2 separate regions of the Gossypium hirsutum genome follow, and region 1 is linked to region 2. Evidence: chromatin contacts called from public Hi-C data. All regions are on one chromosome and are shown on one strand. Each heading gives the region's core, a stretch centred on a gene start, on an enhancer-like site or on the middle of the called end of the contact. The rest is flanking DNA. Distances are from core to core; before and after follow the strand shown. Region 1 holds the start of LOC107945543 (transcription factor UNE10). Region 2 holds the start of LOC107945540 (putative pre-16S rRNA nuclease).

Region 1 (6,294 bases), core at 1,123-3,622, 130 kb before region 2:
CATTAACCGAACCGATCAATTTCATCACTTGTAAGATTTTAATCCCGGAAATACCTTTCAAAGCTAAATCACCACAACAATGTAGCTCAAGTTCTTGCAAAGTATAAACCGTGCCGCAATTTGCCTTAACCCTTCTTCACTTGCTCCAATCACTACTAATCGGCGTAAATTCGGGTACTTTTCGGCTACCATTGCAAGCCCTGTATCAACCACATGCAACGGCAGAAGTGCCGTTTTTCCGAGAAATCCGGCAAAGGCAAAACTAGTATCCACATAAACCGACACCGTTTTATGCGTCAGTAATACGCCGGAATCTTTTGGCATCTGAATACAAGAACCAACGAGGTCTAAATCGGTCAAATTAGGGAACCGATTAAAAACCCGACCCGATGAAATAAAGGACCAATCTTTAACCTTAAGGGATTGAACTAACCGGCCGGTAAGGTACAGCCAACGCTTGCAGACCAAGGAATTTGAAACATGCTGTGAAACAGGAAGCTTCGAGAATATTCCGAGTAGTACGACGTCGGAGAGGAGAGAACAGTAGTCAAGGAAATGACTGAAAAGACGTTAAATCAGGCTCCGACGGCGGCGAAATTGACGGCGTACGGCTGAACTATTGCTGCATATTGCAAATAACATGCTTTAAAGCTTGTTCTTTGACCCAAATGTCTGGTAAGCTTAAAGCTTTAGGCTTCCACTGGGATTTTAGCGATGGCGGTGGTTCCAAGTTTAAATAATCCTGGTCTGAATTAGGGTTAGGGTTTGTATTTGGGGATTTCGGTGATTGTGACATTTTTGTAAATTCTGGTTTTTGTTTTGTCTTTATAAAACCCAAAAAATATAAAACAAGTAATTTGTCTTATTAGCAGTTAATTAGTTTAATCTGCTTTGTCTTAACATTGTCTTATTGTGAAGTAAATTTTAATTTTTTACTCCTCACAAATTGTTTTTTAATAAAAATATTAAATAAAACATTAAAATTTTAAATATAGTAAGTATTTTATATTTTTTAATATATTTATAATTTTTAAATTATTTATTGATACACATATGAGATATGTCGACATTATTAATATTTTTGTCAACATCTTGGAAAATAACAACAGTCAAATTGATAAAAAAGTTTATAAAGATCGGGGTTAAAATTTGAAAAAGTTAAAGTAATTAAAATTTTGATAATCCGAATTAAAAAAAATAAATTATGTTTCTTTAATGATTTATTTTGATTTTTTTTTTTAAATATTGTCGGTGTGATTTAGTTACAATTAACAGCTTTCACTTTATATTGTTGGATACGATTTTGTTTTTGTCTCATTTTAGTATTAGAGATTAGTTTTAAAATAAGCAATCATTTAATGAAACAAAAGAAAGTCTATGAGCTTTTTGCAAGGAAAGAAAACATTGAAAATAACAAAAAAAAATGAATTAGATTTTATTATCTCAATTTGGTATTTAAAACATCAAATGCATCAATTTGAAAAGCCTCAAATGTTCCCATTTTAAATATTAATACTAAATAATTTTTGGAAAAAGAAGCATCGAATCATTGGTTTCTTTGTTTTTGTGTTAAATCAAAATTTAGTAATCATTGCTGTGCGTTTATGTGTAACATGTCATCTTTGTTTCTAATATAAACATTTATTTGTCATGTCTGTCTGCATATTTATTTACTTTTAATAAAAATAAAATAAAATCATTTGAGAAATTATATGGGTTTCGTAGGTCCAACTAAAAGCATTTAGCTTTAGTGAATGTGGGCTACTATATTGATTATTCTAATTTCATTTTAATGAAGTTTATGGGCCTAAGACAAAGCCCATTGTGGACTTTTTTCAACTTTACCAGCCCATACAACTTCCATTCAAAATTCCTTTCTCTTGATACAAATAAAGACTACTTTTATATGTGTTGCATTTCTAGAAAATAAATTTATATTCGAGTTTTAGAGATGATATTGCTAGAAAAAGTAATTCCAAACCTCAAAACGATTCCGAAATAGAAGATAGCTTAATTGCAAAACAAAAGGTGATGGGCCTCGAAAAATCCGTGTAGTTATTGTTTTGGTATGACTAATGTGTAGGTTTATAAAAACATATAATGTCGTCCTTTATGTATATCCCCTGCACCATAATTCCATTGGATGTTTAATTTTGGACTCTTTTCCTGCGGTTGTGTCTCAATAGACTTGTTGTTAGCATCATCAATTTGTACCCTATTAATTCTTTTGATACTTAAAAGTTGTGTTTTTCAGTGCTTTCTAACATGTTGTCCTTTTACGTCTCTTTTCCTACAAGGGAGGGGAAAAATTGAAAAAGGATAACGATGGTTTTATACGTTATAATGGTATCATTCATAATAATTATATGTTCAAGATTGGTGTTGTGCTTATTATTTTCAAACATTTTAACTATTTTACCATATATGGACCAGAATCCCTTCTCTTTCTCTCTCATCAATTCATTTTGATTCTTATCTCCACAATCATAAAGACTAGGGGGGTGGGGTACACCATTTATTTCTCAGTACCCACTATATTATATGAATCCCTTCTCAAATCCCATTAAGACTTGAAAATCTTTCAAGCAAAACGGATTTTTGTTAAAAAATGAGTCAGTGTGTTCCGAGTTGGGAACTGGATGACAACAATCCACTCACCACTCGCCATCACTCGTTCCGCTTCAACTCAAATTCCACTGCCCCTGATGTTCCCATGTACACAAAAGAGAAAAACCCTTCGTTTTTATTTACATAACGTCTAAGTTAATTTACTAGTTTTGATTGACGTTGGTGCTTGATTTTGTTTTTGCAGGTTAGATTATGAAGTAGCTGAATTAACATGGGAAAATGGGCAACTAGCCATGCACAGCTTAGGTCCACCGCGTGTGGTGGCTAAACAACTAAACGCCACCACTTGGGATAAACCAAGAGCCAGTGGCGGTGGCGGTGGCACTTTAGAGTCTATAGTGAACCAGGCTACTTGTTTTCCATATGGTAGTAAGGATTCTGTCGGTGTTGGTGGGGATGAATTGGTATGGTTGGACCACCACCGTGTTTCGGCGGCGGCGTCGTCTTCATCAGCCACCATGGCTATGGATGCTTTAGTTCCTTGTTCAGAAGACAAGACCACCACCGCACACGTGTTGGAATCTATGCCGGGTCTTGGTGGTGGTGGAACTTGTATGATGGGATGTTCCACTAGGGTAGGATCCTGTAGTGGGACGGTTAATACACAAGACGATGTCACAAGGAAACGCGAAAAGGCGGTGGGTGCACAAGTAGCACCACCGGAATGGGAACAAAGCGCAAGTGCCAGTGCCACGTTCGGAAGAGACAGTCACCGGAACGTGACCGTCGATACGTACGACAAAGATTTTGGTGTTGGATTCACTTCTATTTCACATGGTTCCATTGAAAACACGAAGACTGCAACAGATAATGATCATGATTCAGCCTCTCACAGTAAACCTCAGGCAAAGTCCTATTCAATTATTTTCTTGTCTTACAAAAACACATTATGGGGACATGTCTGTTGTCTCATAGAACTCCATAATCAATAAATATGATTATTTATTATTGCATGTGCATGTAATTTGATTTTTCTTTTTTCATTTCAAATTTGGTGTGTTAAAGGAGGAGACAGGTGAGGAAGACAAAAAGGAAACTATGAAATCTTCCATTTCAACAAAAAGGAGCAGAGCTGCAGCTATCCATAACCAATCTGAACGTGTAAGTCTATTCTTTGCCAATCCTGAAATAGATTAAATTTAATAAATAAAAATCAGAGTCAATGATTGGATTCGATATTTAGGCTAGTTGCCGAAGTGTGAGTGCTCAGTAAGAAAAAGCATATATAAAAAAGTAACTTCACTTTTCTAAATATGCTCAATAAATATTATTTTTTTAATTTATCCTTTTTTTTTTTGGATTTTCTCAGAAAAGAAGAGATAAGATAAATCAAAGGATGAAAACATTACAGAAATTGGTACCTAATTCAAGCAAGGTATGTTTTTTTTATTATTTTCAATAGATTTAAGTTTTTTAATAAACAATATTAAACATTTTAGGAAATAGACAAGTTGTATTGATAAATAAAAATCCATGCAGTTCAATTAAAAACCCCGCAAACACTGCCTATGCTCAAAAGAAGCTTGACTACTGTACATATATTCTCTACTTACAAAATACAGACTTTATCCTATAATTTCCTCTTTTTTTTTGTATTTTTAATTTTCTTTTAAATATAAAAATTAGAGAAAATAAAAGGAAGAACAAGAAAAAGGCTGACCAATCAAATAATATACTTTTATTAGTGTTATTTTGGATGTCTGCTTACACTTCACTGTCACCCAATAATTTTGTGGGGTCTTTTTTTCATTTTTCTATTATTATATTATATTATATTTACATTTTTTTGTGGTCTACAAACAAGTATTTTAGGAAAATGGAAAAAAATCTTCATAATTTTTAGATTCTTTTTGGGTTCCTTTCATGGATTATTGATAATAATTCTTTCTATTTGTAAGTTATTCCGGTATCATATTTTTATTTAATCACGATTTTTAGTCTTTGATTTTTGATACAATGCTTAGAACTATCCGTAATCCTTCCCCAATCTTTAAATAAGAGGATAATGCGCTTCAGCGCATTCGAATCTACGTTCTCTTGCACTGATAATAATGTCAATACCAACTGAGTTAAGACTCAATCGACAAGCTTATCCTTCTCTTAGATGGTATGTATATATAAATATTTTATAGAACAAATTATTTAATATGGGTAATTTAAATATATATATAAATCCCATGAATAAAAAATATCCTACATTTACTTCACATGATTAGGAGATCTATTTTTAGACATAGAACAACATATTAAATGTATGTGGTCCAAACCCCCCCCCCCCAAATATATATATTACCTACAAATTGCTTGTTGGAATTTCGGGACTGTTGCAAATGATCCCAAGCCACATTTGCCAAAGGGGAACAACTTGACAGAGGGTTACGTTGATAGGTGTGGCGACAATCACCTGCTACCACATAAATACCCTTTCATGGTAGGCCCCTTATTTGGTCCTCGACATGTCTGAAAATCTGTCATTTGCCTTTGAAAAACAGCTAACTAATGACACAAGACTTGGTCATGCCTGCAATGCATTGATATAATCTTAATGTTTATTACCATTTTACAGACAGACAAAGCTTCAATGTTAGATGAAGTGATTGAATACTTAAAACAATTACAAGCACAAGTCCAAATGATGAATAGGATGAACTTACCATCGATGATGTTGCAACAACAACTTCAAATGTCGATGATGGCACCGATGGGAATGGGTATGAGTGTTATGGACATGAACTTCATGGGCCGACCAAACATCATTGGTATCTCACCTGTTTTGTCTAATCCTTTCATGACAATGAATACACCTTGGGATGGTTCTAACAACAATGATCGGTTACAACAAGCTGCTTCAATGACAGACCCTTTATCTACATTCCTTGCTTGTCAATCACAACCGATGACTATGGATGCTTATAGTAGAATGGCCGCTATGTATCAACAAATGCAACAACCGCCAGCTTCTAGTTCAAAGAGTTAAGCTTTCAATGTGCCTTTATTTATACACAAAAAGAAAAAGAAAAAAACAACAACATGAACTCGGATTATAATTCTTTAGTTTCAAGTGGTTGGTTATATGTTTTTTATTTTATTTTATTACAAAGCTTTGTTTTGTTTGCAAATTATTGTCTTTGAATTTGTAATATTATTAAATGGTTCTCCCATGAGCTACCAAGAGGGTTTCTCAAGCTTTTCCCTTTCCTCAAAACTTGTATTTAGTGTAAAATATGACAAAATATGAATTTTCAAGGTTTCAATAAATTAATTTAAAAATTCAACCAATCAATATCTTACTTTTAATATTGTAATTTAATGCATATCCAATCAACATCTAAATTATTATCTAAATTTTCGATGCTTAGTAATGCCACACAAATTAATGTTTGACACTTCAAATTTTGATTTTTGTAGTTTATAAAATGGGAAAATTATTTTTTACAACTCATAATTCTTTTTTAATCCTTAAATAGGAGAAAAAACACGTTTAAGTACGTTTGAGTCCATGTGTTCCAAATTACTATAATAACAACAATGCTAATTATGCTAAAATTCAATCAAATTTTTGTTACTTTGTAGCATATAAATTGTCAAGCTGTTTATTTTTACTAAATCCTTGAATGCATATAAAGTTACAAGTTTTAAGTCAACTATTAATGACAAGGTTTGAGA
Region 2 (6,064 bases), core at 238-2,737:
GCTCACTTTCGAAATTCACAGTTTAAATTACTTAAATTCTTTTTGAAAGGGATCAACTTGCTTAATATCAAAATTGAGAAGGACTTGAAAGGTGTTTTTATCTTTCTACCCTCTCCAAGGCTTAGTAGGAGGGCAGCGTCCACGCCAAAAGCCCAAGTGGTATTGATAAACAACCCGGTTAAAGAGATGGCCAACCCGACGTCAATGGAGCCCATTGGTTCTAATATGGAAAGCAAGGAAGCCCACCTTAATTGGGTGAATTTGCATGAATTTAACATAATTTTGGGTGAATATACCTGAGAGGTCCCTATATTATAGGGATCTAATCAAATTAATCCTTATTCTATTAAATGGATCAATTTAGTCCCTCTACTATTAAAAAGAATCAAATAAGGCTAAATTGGAATATAGTTACATAAAAAATGTCATTTGCTATTTCACAAAGTTAATATTTTTAAAGTTTTTATGGTTCTATAAATGAAATTTTGTGTTTGGAATTGAACTGCAATTGGAAAAAGAAATAATTTTCAAGATATTTTTTATGTAGTAAATGTTAACTCATTTACAATTTGGACTTATTTAATCCTTTCCGATAGTACATAAACTAAATTGATCCATGTAATAATAAAATATTTAATTTGATTCAATCCCTATAATATAGAAACCTCTTGAATACTTTAACTCATAATTTTGTCATATATTTTTCGGTGAAAATATATGTTAAGTCTCTTTTCTATTTTAAAAATGGCACAAAAATTATTAATTTTTCATTTGTATTTCAATTTTAAACAAAATGTTTCATTTATAAAACCATAAAAAAATTTTAAAAAATTAAAACAATAAATTATTTTTTAAAAATTATAAATGTTAATTATGTTGAAATTCGATCATATTTTATTATTTTTAATAATACATAGACTAAATTAATCTATTTAATAATATATGAGCTAATTTGATTTTATTCTTATAATAAAAGACCTACTCGGTACTTTTATCTCTAATTTTACAATAACATTAGTTAGTTCAAGTAGTTAGCATTTCTACTAACTAATGATATTATGTATAGGAACCAAATTATGTCAAATTATTGGGTAAAAATGCCATAGAGGCCCCTATATTGTGTGTCAAATTGCATTTTGCCTCATTTACTAAAAAATGGACAAATTAATTCTTATACATTAGATTAAAGAGTAATTTGGTCATTTCTGTTAAAAAAGTATTCAATACTACTATTAAAAACTGGCATGACTAAAAAATAACAAAATAATAACACATGACGTGTCACATATACCTCATGTTGATGTTCATGAATAAATTTTTAACAATCGGAATGGATGAAATTTTTAAAAGAATAACCAATTTACTCTTTGATCTAACCTAAAGGGACCACTTTATTCAATTTTTAGCAGAAGAGACAAAAATACAATTTGACTCTAGTACAACAACTAAAGTATAAATAGTAAATCTTAAATTTACACATTATAGAGGATCATGTTTTAAAATCCCCCAACAATTTTCTTCTTGGATTGGGAAACTAGGGGGCTTAGTGTATGACACTCGATCTCCAATGTCTTCACCGCAATTGCAATCACATCCATTTTTCAATCCATCTAAAACCAACCCTAACCTAATCTTCTCAAAATCCCCATTGTTTCTTCCTTATTTCTCAACCCCAATCCGTAATTACAATCCAAAACCCAATGCCTTATCGTCGTCTCTCCAAGAATTCCCCCCAAATGCCCTTCGCCGTAAAACCAATCCACAATGTACAGTAGGGTTCAGCCTAGGCGTGGATTTGGGTTCATCACGTACCGGTCTTGCCCTTAGCAAAGGTTTCTCCGTTCGTCCACTCACGGTACTAATAACATCATTCAATTTGGTTTTCAGTTTACTACCTGTTCGATGTTTTCCCTGTTTTTGTATCTTTATAGGTTTTGAAATTGAGAGGACAAAAACTTGAGCTACAACTGCTTGACATGGCTGAAAGAGAGGTTAAAAAATTTACTTACTCTCTTTTAATTCGAAGCTTCTTAAATGCAAATTTTGGGTATAATGGTAGAGGTATATATATTGTAGGAGGTTGATGAATTTATAATTGGTATCCCTAAATCTTGGGATGGAAAGGAGACCCCTCAATCGAACAAAGTTCGTAGTATTGCCGGACGGCTAGCGGTTCGAGCTGCCGAGAGGTAATGTTTTTTTATGTTTCTCGCTTGAAGTCCAAACTGTTTGTGTATTTGCTTCAACCATTTGGGTTAGTCTTAATTTGCATAAAAAATCACTTTTTTTTTTTTGTGTGTGTCAATTGCTTTACTCAAACTCAGGGGTTGGAGAGTGTATCTACAAGATGAACATGGGACATCATCAGAAGCTGCTTACAGGATGATTAACTTGTACAAATAAGTTTCCCCAATTTGATATTTCCTGTCCTAGTCACGACTCTGATGGCTGTGTCTCCGAAATTGTCCCTTTTGGATACACATAGATCCTTTGCATGCCAAAGAATGCACTCCACTATACTAATTGAGTGTTGGTCATATTGCAGAGTGCACTCATTTGTGTGTAAGGCCAGGCGCATCTGTTTGTGCCTCACAAGGTGGACTAGTGTCCTAGGTCGGGTCCTTATATTGAAGATTTGTGATTATGAGAAGAGGACAATTGCAGATTGTGCCTCACGACCCAGCCTAGCATGTCGAAATTGTCCTTTTTGGATATACATAGATCCTTTGCATGCAAAAGAGTGCACTCCACTATACTAATTGATTGACTGTTGTATTGCTCATTTGTGTGTAAGGCCACGAGTTTAAATCTGTGAAGACGCACCTGTTTGTGCCTCGCAACATGGCCTAGCATGTTAGGTTTGTTGATGCCTACGACTTGTTATGAAAAGAGGACAATTGTAAAGGCATAACGTGCTGGGCCATGATCGTTCTGTATCTTTGAATTTTTTTCTTCTTGATGTCTGAACTGGAACATAATTCTTTCACTTGTCTTTCAGGGGTCTCAACAAGTCTGCACGCCAAAAAACCTCCGATGCATATGCTGCTGTGGTCTGTAGCATTGTTCTCTTTTTTATGATTGAAAAAAGATAATAGTATACTTCTTCAACGGTGATTCATGGTTGTAGTAAACTTTTGGTTTAATTTGTAAATAAGACCATGGATTTCAATTTTGATGTCGTTCATTTTCTTCTTATACCTCTTTGGTTTTTTTTTCTCACTGCAGATATTACTAGAGAGATACTTTGCCATGTCCGGTGAGGACATTGAGATTGTTTTGCCGAAACAGATCGATTTGCAAGAAAAACTTAGAAAGGGTACACCACTGGACATCGACTTTTCAACTGAAGAATTTGTTGATTGATAATACCTTGTAAGGATAACCAAATCCTTGTGTTTTATGTAGAGTTTAGGGAATATGAATTTGAGAGTGCATATGAAGTAGTGCTTTACAATTGCAACTCCTAGTCTACCTAAGTGATTTTGCTGCAAAATTTTCCATTAAACCAAGCAGGAAAGAACCAAGAACAGAAAATGTAAAAATCTTGCACTTGGGGGTGACATGAACAATTAGGATTCCAGATTTCCTTTTAGTTCTCTTATATTTATGAAAAATAATACCATTTAACTCAAAGAGTTGAATATGTAGGTGTTGACTACAAATTTAAGAGGCTTATGATACGATAAAAAGGAAAGAGTATATTATTAATGCTAAATGCTCAAATTAGTGCTTTGCTGAACCATTTAGAGGTTTGCTTACAATTACATAAAAGATTAATCTTTCAAAATAATCGTAATTATAGTGTTCAAATAAGGGTCAAATTTGTAATTAAAATTAGGGGAATATGATGCGTTTAAATCAAATAATTTAAAACTCAAAACACGACATTTGAAAAGTCTCTATTTGAGCATTTTTGGAGAGTTTTAGTCCGTAATTGATCATTTTGAAAGATTTAGCTTTTACTTGAACAATATTGTGAAGGTTTGACCTTTATATAATCATTTTGAAAGATTTGCCTTTTATATATATCAATCCCTGAAAGATTAAGTCTCAATTTAAGCATTTAGTCTTAATGTAACCTTCAAGCAAGTTGCAAAAGATGACCAACTTTAGCGAAAGTGTCATGGAAGTTTTTGTACTAAAATTTAAATTACATTTTGTCCCTTTTACTCAAGTAATGGGTAAATTAGTCTTTATACGTTAGATCAAAGAGCAATCTAATCATTCTATTAAAAATTTTAATTATTTTTACTATTAAAAATTAGTCATTGTATATCAGCATGAGGTCTATATAGCATGTTATGTGTCATTGTTCAATTATTTCATTGACCAAACCAGTTTTTAACAATATAAATAGGTAGATTTTTTAACAGAAAAAGTTAAATTACTTTTCGATCAAACATACAAAAACTAATTAAATCTATTTTTAAATTAAGAGAATAAAATACAATTTAACTGTTTTTGGTATAAACTTTTCTTTGCCAATTGTTACAAGTAGAATAAAACTACTTTCATTCGGAGGAGATTCCCCTCGAAGTCATAATCTTCCCCTCTTCAAGTCTCTCTTTATTTTGCTTGCACTAAAGTCACAACCGTTCATTTTTATCTGTGTCACAGCCCCAACCAGAACAAAACACCTGCCACCACCCGTTATAATTCGGTCAAGTTCTGAGTTTCGTCCCTCTACCATATTCAAATTTTGTATTTAACCTCTATGTTTTAATTTAGTTTTTTTGGGTAAGGAAAATTTTATTGAAATAATTTTCTCTATCTATTTTTACTTTTATAATGTCTTTAGTTAATCTAAATAGTTAATATTTTTAATTAATGTGTAACTAGCATTTCCTTCCTTTTTTTTGGGGGGATATACAATTATAAAATTCTGAGGTGGCCAAAGCTAAAAATGTCGTGTTAGAAAGATTTGAATTGAATTATTAATTTCTTTAAGGCACCAAAAATGTAATTTCCTATTAAACCAAGAACTAAAAAGACTTAATTTGAATGGTTTGATTTTTAGGTGGAGCTAAAAAATAATTTTATTAATTTAACCAAGGGACCAATGTCGTTGCCCCTCGCTTTGCCCTCTATTGTTAACTACTCCGACTAAAATATTGGTGTGAATTTTGTTCTTCAAAAAAACCATTCTAACTCATCATACTACATTATTTGGACTAACCAATGATATTATAAAAATAAATGATGAAATTATGCAAAATTCAAATATAAGTCGAAGGGATCAAAACCATAATTTTACCATATAATTCCCTCTACTTTAATAATTTCTAAACCAATAAAGTACCATGGAGGTCCTTTATACTAGGAGTCAAATTGTATTTTGTTCTTTCTATAAAAAAAGTGGGCAAATTAGACAATGTACGTTAGATTAAAGAACAAACTGATCATTCTATTAAAAGTTCTATCCATTTTTAATGTTAGCATGTCGTGGCACGCCACATGTAACTGTTTAGTTATTCTATCAATCACGTTAGTTTTTAATAGTAAAAACGGATGAAACTTTCAACAAAAAATACCAATCTATTATTTAATCTGACGTACATGAATTAATTTATCCATTTTTTAAAATAAAGGGGATAAAATGCAAACCCACCTATATGCAAATTTAGTCAATTCCTTGACCTATTTGTCTACATTTACACTATAAGAATTAAAAGTTAATTTAATTGAGCATTACCATTGGTCCTAATGTTCCTCTCTATGACTACAATACCCGAATATGCTTAGAATTTCTCTTACACAAAGCATATGCTATTTCATATTCTAATTACATTTTTTGGCTAATAAAACCCATTTTCATTTAACTTTCCACTCAAAAAAAAAAGAAAAAATGAAGTTTGGGAAGAGATTAAAGCAACAAATTGAGGAAACGTTTCTGTTAGAATTGTGTGACCCAAATTCTAAGAGATTGCTTGCAAGTCAAGTTAAACAAAAATATATTTTCTTTCTAGAAGATTTAGTATTTATTAGTATAATATATTTAGCATTTATTAGTATAGTTTATTTGACTTACTAATTTAGCCTATAAATAGGCTCCTTTACAATCTTA

The links. A called contact is a pair of places that touch in the nucleus more often than the background predicts.
Region 1: a Hi-C map of leaf shows a contact between it and region 2, with 2.7 times the contacts expected there. The contact joins the promoter of LOC107945543 here to the promoter of LOC107945540 in region 2. A contact is called at or near these places in 15 of 34 Hi-C or Micro-C datasets (anther, callus, fibers and 3 more).

Annotation. Positions count from the first base shown.
Region 1 is chrD12:37,859,278-37,865,571 of Gossypium_hirsutum_v2.1, reverse strand. It overlaps LOC107945543 (transcription factor UNE10), which reads left to right and starts at 2,372. Exons shown (of 5, transcript XM_016879597.2): 1 at 2,372-2,715; 2 at 2,813-3,473; 3 at 3,634-3,729; 4 at 3,938-4,003; 5 at 5,195-5,907. The coding sequence starts at 2,609. The coding sequence ends at 5,605. It also overlaps the pseudogene LOC107945546.
Region 2 is chrD12:37,724,592-37,730,655 of Gossypium_hirsutum_v2.1, reverse strand. LOC107945540 (putative pre-16S rRNA nuclease) reads left to right here and starts at 1,487. Exons shown (of 6, transcript XM_041106625.1): 1 at 1,487-1,855; 2 at 1,932-1,991; 3 at 2,077-2,189; 4 at 2,325-2,393; 5 at 2,999-3,050; 6 at 3,226-3,633. The coding sequence starts at 1,568. The coding sequence ends at 3,363. LOC107947479 (SPX domain-containing protein 3) reads left to right here and starts at 5,846. Exons shown (of 5, transcript XM_016882120.1): 1 at 5,846-5,886. The coding sequence starts at 5,846.